Regions from separate parts of the Mus musculus genome. Here region 1 is linked to region 2. A link is a contact called in public Hi-C data. All regions are on one chromosome and are shown on one strand. The core of a region is the stretch at or near the end of the contact, and the rest is flanking DNA. Distances in the headings are between cores, read along the strand shown.

Region 1 (5,110 bases), core at 2,049-4,548, 250 kb after region 2:
GTGCCCTGAGCAGAGCAAGCTAGGAATGCTTCTGGCGCCAAGGTTCACAGTGCAGGGAGAGGATGGGCCTGGCTCTCTTAACACAAAGACCATGCAGCCAGTGCTGACTGGGAATGAGCCGAACACAGGAAAAGGCCAACCCTACCAAGCTGGAGCACATGCCGCTGGTAGATTAGAAGCAGATGAGAAGGGTACCTCTGGTGTAGGGGATCGCATCCTCACCTGGGAGGGGGAAAGAAAAGGAGTCCCTTTGGGGAGGAAGGTAACCAGGATGATAGTGGAATCCAAGCAATGATGTAAGAGGCGGTAGTGATGAACTTGAGAGGAGGAAAACCTATTCCTTCAGCTCTCTGAGGTGCCATCACTAGGAAGAGGACCAGCCTGCCTAGAACTCCAATAGTGGATGCAAAGAGAGGAAGAAAAAACAGTGGTCATCACTATTCAGAGGCTTAGTGGGTTGGACTGGGGTCCCTGCCACCATTTAGATTTTTGTGAACGTAAGCACAGGCAAGCAGCCATAACGGGTGTGGGCTCCTGGCCAACAGCAGGCAGGCACCTGGCCAACAGCAGCCGTGTCAGCAAAAGGCTAGAAGCCTGTCACATAGTCCCAGCTGGGACTTTAGGTCCGGGTTTGGACCTGTGGGTTCTTGGAAGACAGAGATAAGTAAGGCCTGCCTTGCCACAGTCCTGAGGAGCTTGGCACAGACACAATACCAAGATAAGCTCGGAACTCAGACACAATGGAGATGTGGGGACTCCAGGGACCACACAAGTGGGGCTGGGTTGTTTGAATCCAAGGGACAGAGATTCTCAGCTCACACTGATGTTGAGGCACTTAACTGCTGGCTCAGGCTTTCTCAGAGCAGGATTCAGAGGAGCCCCAAGACCTGGATTTGATTGGAAATCAGAGCTTGGAGAACAGAGACCTGGAGTCTGCCTATTGTGTCGGTGTACTGTTCTAGGTGACGGGAAAGTTCTTGTTAACGCTTCTGCACCAAGTGGGGCCTCTAGTCTGCACCTCCCAAAGGCTCTCAGCTCTGAAGGGTGTGACCATCCTGCATGAATGAACTGTGCTGCTACAGTGCGCAGAGAGAAGAGCATGCACAGAGATTGCAAGGTAGACACATGCTCAATATGTTTGGGGGAAAGGAAAGATGCTGGTGGGCTGGGCTGGCGTGCCATGAGCAGCAGGCAAGCTGTCAGAAATAAACCATAAACAAACAGAAGGGTGACAAGCCATGTAGAGCTTGAGGGTCATCGAGAGGACTCCATCCTTTTCTCTGATGAGGGGAAGAGCAGCAACCTGACATGACCCAACTTCTAGTTTAAAAGAATTGCTCTTGCTCTCTCATATTTGAGATCAACAGGTGACATAACCGTGAGCTAGGAAACAAGAGAAAAATGTCTGTGGCACTGTGGGAAAGAGTCAGTGTGACTCAGAACAGGGAAGGGACGCCCGTGCTAGCAGGAAGCTGTTGAGTCAAACTGGCTGGATGTGCAAAGCTAAACCAACAGAACTTGATGGCCAGGGGGCGGGGTCAGAGGTCGATGGGATGAAGGATGGCTCCAAGATTGGAAGCCCAATTTCAAACAGGTATGATAGAGAAAGGGAGCCTGGTCTGTGTTTGTATTTTTAGATATGTGTGTGTATATACACACACGAGTGTTCGGGTACATGCATCCACACACTTGTGGAGGCCAGAGAAGGACACTGGGTGTTCTCCTGTACCACTGATCTACTGTATGCCTGAAACACAGTCACTCATTGAATGAAGAACTCAGCTCTATGGCCAGGCAATCTCCCAGGATCCACCTGTTCCACAGTGCTGGGGTTTTGGGTACACGTAACCATGAGGAGCTTTTTCTATGGATGCTGAGGATTTGATTCCCACACTTACACAGCGAGCACTCTTGCCTCCTGAGCCATCTCAGCATCCCTCTCATTACAGCTCACGAGTGGGGAAACGCTAGGAAGAGCAGGCCAGGAGGTGATAAGATCTCAGCTGCAGACACGCCATATCTAAGTCTATATTGTCACCCGTGTGAAGATGACAGGTAGATTGCTGCATGGATGAGCTACAGGATGGGTTCAGAGCTGAAGAGGAGACCGGAAGATCATCTATGTAGACACGTAGACATACATAAGATCACCACAGCCGTGGTGTGGATATGGGAGACACTTGAGGTCAAAGGTCTGAGAAACAGCCATATTCAGAGATTGAAAGACACGAAGAGGGAGCCACGGAGATGGCTCAGTGGCTAAGTGTGCTTGTCACCAAGCCTGACAATCGAGTTTGATTCTGAGCGCTGTTGATAGGAAAAGAGGGGAGAGGAGGTAAAGGGGCTTGGGTAAGCAGTTCTTCCACGGTGCCTCCTGAAAGGGACAGAGAGAACTGGCATGGATAGTTTAAGGAGGGGCAGGAGTCAAGATAAGATCTGCCATCTGGTGTGAAGGGACAAAAGACAGAGACTATCCCCCATGGGATGCTCCTAGACGCCTGGTGTGGGTGGAATTCAAATACAATACAATTCTTGAAAACATGTGTATGAAACAGGTGGGTAAGTCCTGAGGCTGACAGTGATATGCTGGGCAAGCTGAGGCACGCTGAGGTTTCCAGGGGTGAGAGCTCCCAGGAGCAGGAGAAGTTCACCATGGACACCAGCCCACCTCAAACCTGGGAGGAAAGGAACAGAACAGGCTGTGGCCAGTGCCTGCCACCCTGGGGTAGAGGTTCAGAGGCGAGCACCTAAAGAGGTCATCTAAAGAGGTCACACCAGCAGACATTCCCAAGCACGGCTGCACACTGGACTCACGCGTGGCGCCTCCTGAGGCCAGCACAGGAATGCTATCTGCAGACGAAGAAGACAGTAGATGCCAGTGCATGAAAAGTTAGGCCTGGATTAGCCTGGGTTCTCTCCACAATTCTCTTTGTCATTTTGTAGCCTAGCTAGGCGCCATCAACTCAGTCTTCTAGGAGCTGACCAGCCACCAAGTGAGAAGAAATACCCATCTGCAAGAGCGGCTGTTGGGAAGCCTCTTGGCTTGTCTACAGCATCCTGATGCCCTGTGAGTGCCCCCAGCAGCTTCCATAAACCCTGCGGGGGACGTGTGTCTGCTTATCCAGACTAATGAGAGTTAAATGTGACTGCGGTCTTGCCTGCAGCTGAGCCGAGAGGCTACGAGAGGAATGTTCAGGTTTTGCTGGCGTTCATGAGTGCATCCCACCGACTCAGACTCGCACCACGCGAGCACTCAGCTAAGATCTAGCAGCTGCTTCTCCCACCCACCACACAGCCACAGCCACAAGGAGAAAGGACGCCCCCAGAGAGTCTGGACTGTATCACAAAACAAGATCTGCCTGCTAGCATGTCTTACCTGATTTCCCCCAAGCAACTGGAGCCAAGTAGGGTCATGGCTTTAATTAGGCAGGTGACTGTCTCAATTTAAGCTCTTGTTAATGGTTATTAATGAAACCACAATGAAACAGAAGTGTCTTCCATGTGCAAATGGGACCAAAGGCTAACTAAACTGTCACACCCTAAGGGTCCTAAGGGTGACAGGTGAAATCTTCAATTTGATGCTGAAATCCCTGTTAAACCTCTCATGGTCACCTGGTACCCAAAATGCCCATTCCATCTGCCAGATAGACTTTTTTAAATGTGGAAACAAAGATCTCTCTTCATAGTTTCCAGAAGCCCACCCCCTTTCCCTCAAATACAATGTACAAATGACTCAGTCCACATCCTAGGGCTCTGCAAGCCATTTCATGGAGCTGAAGACAGGTTTTTGAAATTCTGATAAGATTCTTTCAGTACCGTGTGCTCCCAGCTCAACCCAGTGGTGACTAACAAGTGTACCGGTCACTTCCTCAGGCAGGGCTAGACCTTGATGTATCCAGCTGAGGAGTGGATATCATCACAGCCAGACAAAATGAACTCGAGTCCCAGGCAGGGAAGCCAGACCATTCCAGAACAAATAAACATAGGCAGCCACACACCCAAATGATATTGAAACCAACTCCATCATCCACAGTTCGCAGTTACAGAATCAGGGCCCTACGTCTCACCTCCGATGCTTCTGCACTGTAACCTTTGCCAATGCCCAGCCCCAAAGACTCGTCACAATATGCTGAGAAAAATTATAGAGAAGCCTCAGTTACTAATGGTCACTGCCATGATTTGCCTACTCCTCTGTGAGGTCCAGACAGCAGCATTCTGGCCTCTGGAAGCTTTTGGATCTTGGCCACAGGGAATGTGCTGCCAAAAGGCTGTCTCAGACTGTGACACCCTCAGATTCTGCTCAGTTCATATCCTCTGACTTTACCATTTACTTTGGTAGAATCCTGGATAAGCCACAAATCCTGAGAGCCTTGGACTCCTCCTCACAGCACATGCCCCCTTCTGCCTGTCTCCTAGAAACCCAGTAAACACATCAGAACACTCTATTCACTGCAAACCATGGCACCAACGTTACCAGTTGGAGAGTTGTGTCATCTTGGCCGATGACTTCACTGGGCACACTGACCTAGATAGCTCTCCAACTCCTGCCAGCTCCCATATCCACCCCAAAGTGTGTAGGTTCAAGTGGGTGGGTCCAGAAGCAAGATAGAGGGAGTCAGTCGTCTAGGATCTGAATGCAAGTGCATTTACAGAAACACACATTCACTTTGGAGGCAAAATACTCATTTTCTGTATTAGTCTCTTGCCTCATTACTGTGACCAAATAAGTGGCAGGAAGCAACTTGAGGAACAAAGGGTTTATTGTGGCTCCCAGCTGAGGAGGATGCAATCCACAAGAGCATAGAGCAGAGGGCCAGTACATTCACACTCAGAAAACTAGTAGCTAAGAGGTGAGGCTGGGGTATAAAGCCTCCAGACCCTTGCTCAGTGGCCCTCCCTCATTCTTCGGTGAGGCTCCACCTCTTAAAGGTTTTGTGGCCTTCCAAAACAACATCACCAGCTGTCAACCAAGAGTTCAAACACACTCTGGGAACATTTCACATTCACACTACACTTTTCCTAATTACGTCTTGTGGGCTAGCAGGCAAATGGGATGCCATGCTTGGGCATGGTCTCACCCTGGCAGGGGGAGCATTGGAACACTGAAAGG
Region 2 (5,792 bases), core at 33-2,532:
CAGAGCCTGGATCTCACAGACAGCTTCCTAAACACAGCAGCAGACAGCGCTGCGAAGTGGAGAATGGAAGTGTCAGACAGCACGCAAGCTCCCGCACCTCGCCAGCTGTCACTGACAACAGATAGTTGACAGTGGCAGTGCCTATGGGGCCAAGAGAGGTGGGTGGTGTACAAGAGCAAACCCCGGTGCCTTTGAAGACTACTAGGCCGTTTGATTTAGCCTTTGATCACCACAAGAAGAGGCACACTGGGGTCATGTAAGACTCAATACATTCCTGTTGCCTTTCTTGAGTGGAAAGAGCATGGGCACCCAATCCATAGACAGAACACAACCCCAGGAAGACCCCCCCTCTGAGAGATAGAGCAGGATCCAAAGGATCATCTGGCCCCGATGCTGTGGCCTAGAGACAAGAAGTCACTTGCCACAGAGCCTCTGTTGGATTTCTAGCTCATTCTAAGCTATTCTCCATTCCCACTCAACAGTCCCCTGTGATAAACTGAGCAGGTGGCGGGGACTTAAACAGGTGGAAGGTGGCTTGTCCTGAAATTCAGGCTACCTTAGCTCAGGGGCAAACAATCCCTTACAGCTTAGAGATACCCTGGAGTGTTTCAATATGACCAGGAACAGTTCCTGCCTTCTGCGGACAAGGGAAGGTTAATTTTCCCTGGCCCCTAACCTTTACCATTTCTCCCAACTCAGTACTGGGCACAAATGTACCCTCTTGTTGCCTGCTACCCTCTGTGGGTTTTGTTTGCCAAGACAGCTGTGTTTTCAGAGGCAGAGCCAACCTCTGCAGAGGAAGCATTTTCCCCGGCCTGTGTCACTGTGGCCTCTGTCCCCCTTGTCCCCGCCCCCCCCCCCCCAACTCTATTTGGATTTGCAAGCTCCATTTCTCATCATTCAGGACTTTAGGGCAGATCATAGCAAGGAGGGATGCCAGGGTACCCAAATGCACCATGCTTAATTAGAGCAGTCTTCCTGTCGCCCCCTCCCTCTCTCCTCTTTCCCAAAGTTCCTATCCAAGTTGGGGCGGGTGGCAAGGATGCAGGAGGCCAGAATACAAAAGCAAACGCAGACAAGCAAACCTGTCCGCACTGTGCATGGTAGGGAACACAAGCACAGGCAGATGGACGGCTAGTGTGAGGTTGACAGCTGGGCAGAGAGCATTTCAGGCCCCCAGTCCCTCTGCCATCTCTATTTGGCACCCGAGGTCTTCTAAACCATCCTCTCCTCCCACCACCCCCCGCCCCGTGCAGTTCCCAGAGTGGACACGAGGTGGCGGTGTGAGGACAGGGAAGGAAAGGGAAGAGTACCGAGCCACCAGGAAGAGGACACAGCTGACCGCCAGATAAGCTAGAAGCATGAAGAGCCAGACTCCTGGAGAAAAGGGATCCAGGAAGGAGAAATAGCCCGGTCTGCGTCCCTGAAAATGAAGATGAAAATAAGATTCACTATACATAGTCAAAATGGCTTTGGGCAGGGCAGGGCATGAGCACTGGCTTGGACCTAGCATTCTGGGGAGACTCTGGGTGATTCTAACAATGCCAGAGATGATAGTGTAGCCCAACACCTTGTAAACCCCGATCTAGTGATGAATCAAAGAGCAGTGTGGGTCTGTCTCTTCCAGGAATAACGAGGCTTTGTGCTGAGTAAGTCTGCCAGCCCTTTGACACCTGCGACTACTGCCTTGGGGCTCAGGAGGACCTGTGAGGTGAAGTTGCTGTACAGGGGTCTGACCTCAGCACCTCTCTTTAATGTCTGCATCTTTCTCCTGAGAGTGTTAATATGGCTTGTTCCCTTGGCTTTTTGCTTTGCCAAGTGTCCTCAGACAATGGAAACAAAGTCCTGAGGGCCCCTCAGACGATTTTGTCCATTTTCCTAGTGAAGAAACCAAAGCCCAAGAGATGCACCCAAAGTCATGCCATGGCAAATGGATGACTTAGAGACACATCTTCTAACTCGAAGTCACCATCCGGTCCCCTCATAGCTTGATGTGCTTGCAACTCTTGAAGTTGGAGCCAGGAAAGGAAAATCAGCTCCAAGTTCCCACCACGTCTCACAAGAAAGAATGTGAAAGACGGTGTCAAGGCGTCTGGTGCCTGATCCTGTCTGGTCTCAGCTAAAGCTGGGCTAGATCAGACCCACTCTCTGAAAGCTGCAGGCTTGCTCCATTACCCTACAGTGTTTCGTCTTTCATTGAAGAGAGCTCACATACACATCTGTGTTCCTTTCTTCGTAAAGGAAACAAACACCCTACGTCAGAATGAACACCTAGACTCAATCTGTGGGTCACAACCTCTTTGGGGCACCAAATAACCCTTTCATAGATGTTGCCTGAGACTATCAGAAAACATAGGTATTTACATTATAATTCATAAAAGTAGCAAAATTACAGTTATGAAGCAGCAACAAAAATAATTTCATGGTCAGGGGGTCACCATAGCATGAGGAACTGTATTAGAGAGTTGCAACACTAGGAAGGTTGAGAACCACTGCCCTAGACGGTCTGACGGCACAGGAGCTGAGCAGAGGTTGCCGCTACAGGTGGGGTGTGCTCTCTCCAGCCACGTTCCGCTGTCAGCTTTATTTCTTCTGTTTACTACAAAACCACCAGGCTAGATGCTGTCTAAGGGCCATTCGAAACGGAAATGCTGTAATTTTTATGATCTCAGGAATCCAGGAAGTCTGTGGATGTAACTAGAAGTCAATATCACCTTAAGCCAATCTATGAGTAGGTCTGCTTTCACACTTAAAGTTATATCAGTCATAATAGCACCTACTACCTGTATGCAGTGCCTGCCTCGATAGCTTTCTGTGTGAGTGACCCCATGGTACCTGCATAGCCTTATTCCTCAGTGACTTCAGCTTTTATGGGTGGCTTCTCATTTCCTCTCAGAGAACCAGGAGGAGCATCCTCAATGCCCTAGGGAAGAATTTTACTTTCCCCTGGCACAAAAGGGACACAGAGTTGCTTTACCACTTGCCCTGCTTATAGGCAGTCATTCTTGAGACCTGCCGTCTTTCATCAATGTTACCAGAACCTCTTAGGAAGCCTTTATGAAAATAATTTTCTTTCCATGTATAGCACAGGCCAGGGAGAATCCAAGGGCATTTTCTCCCAGTACATGAATGGTTGTTGATGTTCAGAGGACGCTTGATCAGGCTGGTTGGGAAAATGAGTCTGAAGAAGAGGCAAAGGACGGCAAAAGAGGGAAAGGAACAGGAGGAGGAGGAGCAAGAAAAGGAGAAGCAGCATTAGCAGAAAGAGGAGGGGGGAGGAGGAGGAGAAGCAGAAGCAGCAGCAGCAACAGGAGAAGGGGGGCAGGTTAGAGACCAGATCATGAGTGTGTTTGCTCCCATCATTACATCAATCTTGTAACAAGAAACAAGGGGTTCAGGGGCAACAGAAGCTGGGTCCACGGTTGTTCATTGCAATGTCTACCACAGGCTGACTGTCTTACTCATCGCCCTAGCATCCCGTGGCAGACACAGAAAGATGCAGAGTGTGAAGAACCCACACAGGTGATGAAGGACTCAAAGAAGACCACCTTTGCTACTTTTGTACTGCAGTAGAAATCACTAGCTTGGTCCACTCTCGGGGCTACGCTTGGTTGCAGACTGCCTCTCGATAAATGTACATGAATTCTATGTGACCTGTTAAAACTGTTTTATTCTGTGCCTTTCAAGTGTGAGACAGCCAGGAAGGGGGAAAAAAAATCTTTCATTGCTGCTTTCTGAATCTGAACTCCATTAGATGTTCCATGTCAGAAATCTATACCTGATTGTATCACAAGCCGTGAACCCGAGGAAAATGGCAGCACTATTTAAAGCTGCCATATTCGGTTAGGGTTGATAAGAAATGATGCAGAGCCGTGAGACAAACTCCTAGAGGCTTGGTTTATATGGTGCGGGACATCACACAAATAAGAAACAAGACATAGGTAGACATAGCCTCACTTGAAAGCGGCCTGTCACACTGGCAGCCTCTGATTTCACCAATGATTGACTGATACTGACCAGAAGAGCAAGGGTTGGGCAGCCATTGGAGATGTGGGTCTGGGTTTAGGCTGAGCCATGCTGTTGAGATAACTGCAAAGGAAGCATGCTCCTTGGAAGATTCTGAATGCTAACCCATTTTCCTATGTGGATGTTTCGGATTGCTTCCTTCCCAAGGGACACCCTAGTCACTGGGACTTGGCACAGACTATGGTCACATGCCATAGGCACTTTTTCAAAGTACCAGCTTCTACTGAACCCAAAAGATGTGTAACAGTGACAGCGACTCTTCCGAAAAACTCAGTACCTCGCTATACGCTCTTGATTTCAATACGAGTTTCCATGCTGACAGACAGAAGAACCAGGGCCCAGGGAAGCTGTGTCTCACTCAGATCATTGGTGATGGCTTCAATTTCCCTGGTACTCACTCATCAAGCTGTGCCATCGGCACGCTGCGCTGCTCCATTCTCATGGCAGCTGTATCAAGTCTTGTTCAACTCTTAATGTTTGTAACTCGCTCCAATAAACTCCTTAATTAATCCCAGGCCTTCTACCCCGTGCCAAGAGAATCCAGATTTACTCAATCCTACCCATTTAAAGAACTCATAGATGTATTTATCTATCCTCATCATCATTTATTGTGACTGTTGTTTTATAGACATTTGTATTGACTTAGACGATCAATATAACTGCAGACTGCAGGTATGGCCAGTGCCTTTAGGTGACAGCAACCATTCTGAATGAAGATAAGTAATGGTTTATGTACCCATCTCTCTCCATACAGCCATAGCCATAGATCTGTGCTGTGGAGGTCAAGGACAGGACAGGTCCTGCTGGTGGGATGAAAATTAGAAGCAGTTGCCTTGAATTTTTGACTGTGCTTCAATCTGACCCTACCACAGCTGGCCTCTTTAGTGATAAGAGAGCTCTAAAGGATTGGCCACCAACTAGCCCATGGTCCTGGACTGTGGAGGCTGTTTGAATTGTATGGTGGCAGTGGATCTTCTCATATGACATATGTCAGTGCTGCCTTTTATTCTTAAACATCTATTAATTCAATTTCTGTGTGTTGGAAAATGATATTGTAGAAAGTACTCTCCTTCCCAAAGTCTGAAGCCAAATGCATGGGGACACCAGGGCCAGACAAAGCAGACTAAATGGTAAACAAAAATGCTGACTCCGCAGTCAGATTGTCCAGGTATATGTTGGTGTTCTAGTTAGATACAAGCTCAACCACGGCGGGCAAGCTACTTAACCCCTGGGTATCTATATACTCTTTGTAACTTAGGAGTAACAATAAATCTGACTTTGTAGGGTTATTTCGAGGACTGAAGATGTAGTAAGGAGTGTGTGTGTGTGTCCATGTCCCCACACACTGCTCTCTCTCTCTTTCTCTAATGGCAGGCAGGAATGAAAGGAAGGATGGCGTATGACAGAGGAGGGGTCTTCCTTTTATACTGATATCTTCCCCTAGTGGACCAGAAATACTACTTTCTGTCCCATGATGACACAGGATAAAGATACTTGAGGGAGGAGATGGCCATCTGGCCACAATCACTTTTCCGAATTCTTCATGTTCCTGTGGTTGTACCACATGAATCAGAAGGGCTCTCCGGGGTTCTTGAGGGAAGCAGCTAGGGCAACCCAGCCTTCATCCTAGAAGGATGGATCTCAGAAACCAGTGGTCTATTTGTTGTTGCTATTGCTTTGTTTTGCTGAGACAAGTAGTCTAGGCTAGACTTGAACTCACTGTGTAGCTCAAGCTGACTTCAAACTTACTCTTGACTACAGACTAT

The links. A called contact is a pair of places that touch in the nucleus more often than the background predicts.
Region 1: a Hi-C map of cerebral cortex shows a contact between it and region 2, with 2.8 times the contacts expected there. The contact joins two enhancer-like sites. A contact is called at or near these places in 7 of 484 Hi-C or Micro-C datasets (adipose-derived mesenchymal stem cells, cerebellar granule neurons, cerebral cortex and 4 more) and 3 of 9 other capture datasets (adipose tissue, embryonic stem cells and liver).

Annotation. Positions count from the first base shown.
Region 1 is chr9:42,798,868-42,803,977 of GRCm38.p6, forward strand. All of the region lies in intron 3 of Grik4 (glutamate receptor, ionotropic, kainate 4), which reads right to left. Among named protein-coding and RNA genes, the nearest start is that of Gm36590, 130 kb to the left of the region's middle. Within about 2 kb of position 3,299, at least 36 of the 459 cell types and tissues checked have an H3K27ac peak or open chromatin away from gene starts, as enhancers often do. A contact at or near this core is called in cerebral cortex and muscle stem cells, where this site is marked.
Region 2 is chr9:42,549,094-42,554,885 of GRCm38.p6, forward strand. Grik4 (glutamate receptor, ionotropic, kainate 4) reads right to left here. Exons shown (of 21, transcript NM_175481.5): 15 at 1,314-1,423. Among named protein-coding and RNA genes, the nearest start is that of Tbcel, 80 kb to the left of the region's middle. Within about 2 kb of position 1,283, at least 26 of the 459 cell types and tissues checked have an H3K27ac peak or open chromatin away from gene starts, as enhancers often do. A contact at or near this core is called in cerebral cortex and muscle stem cells, where this site is marked.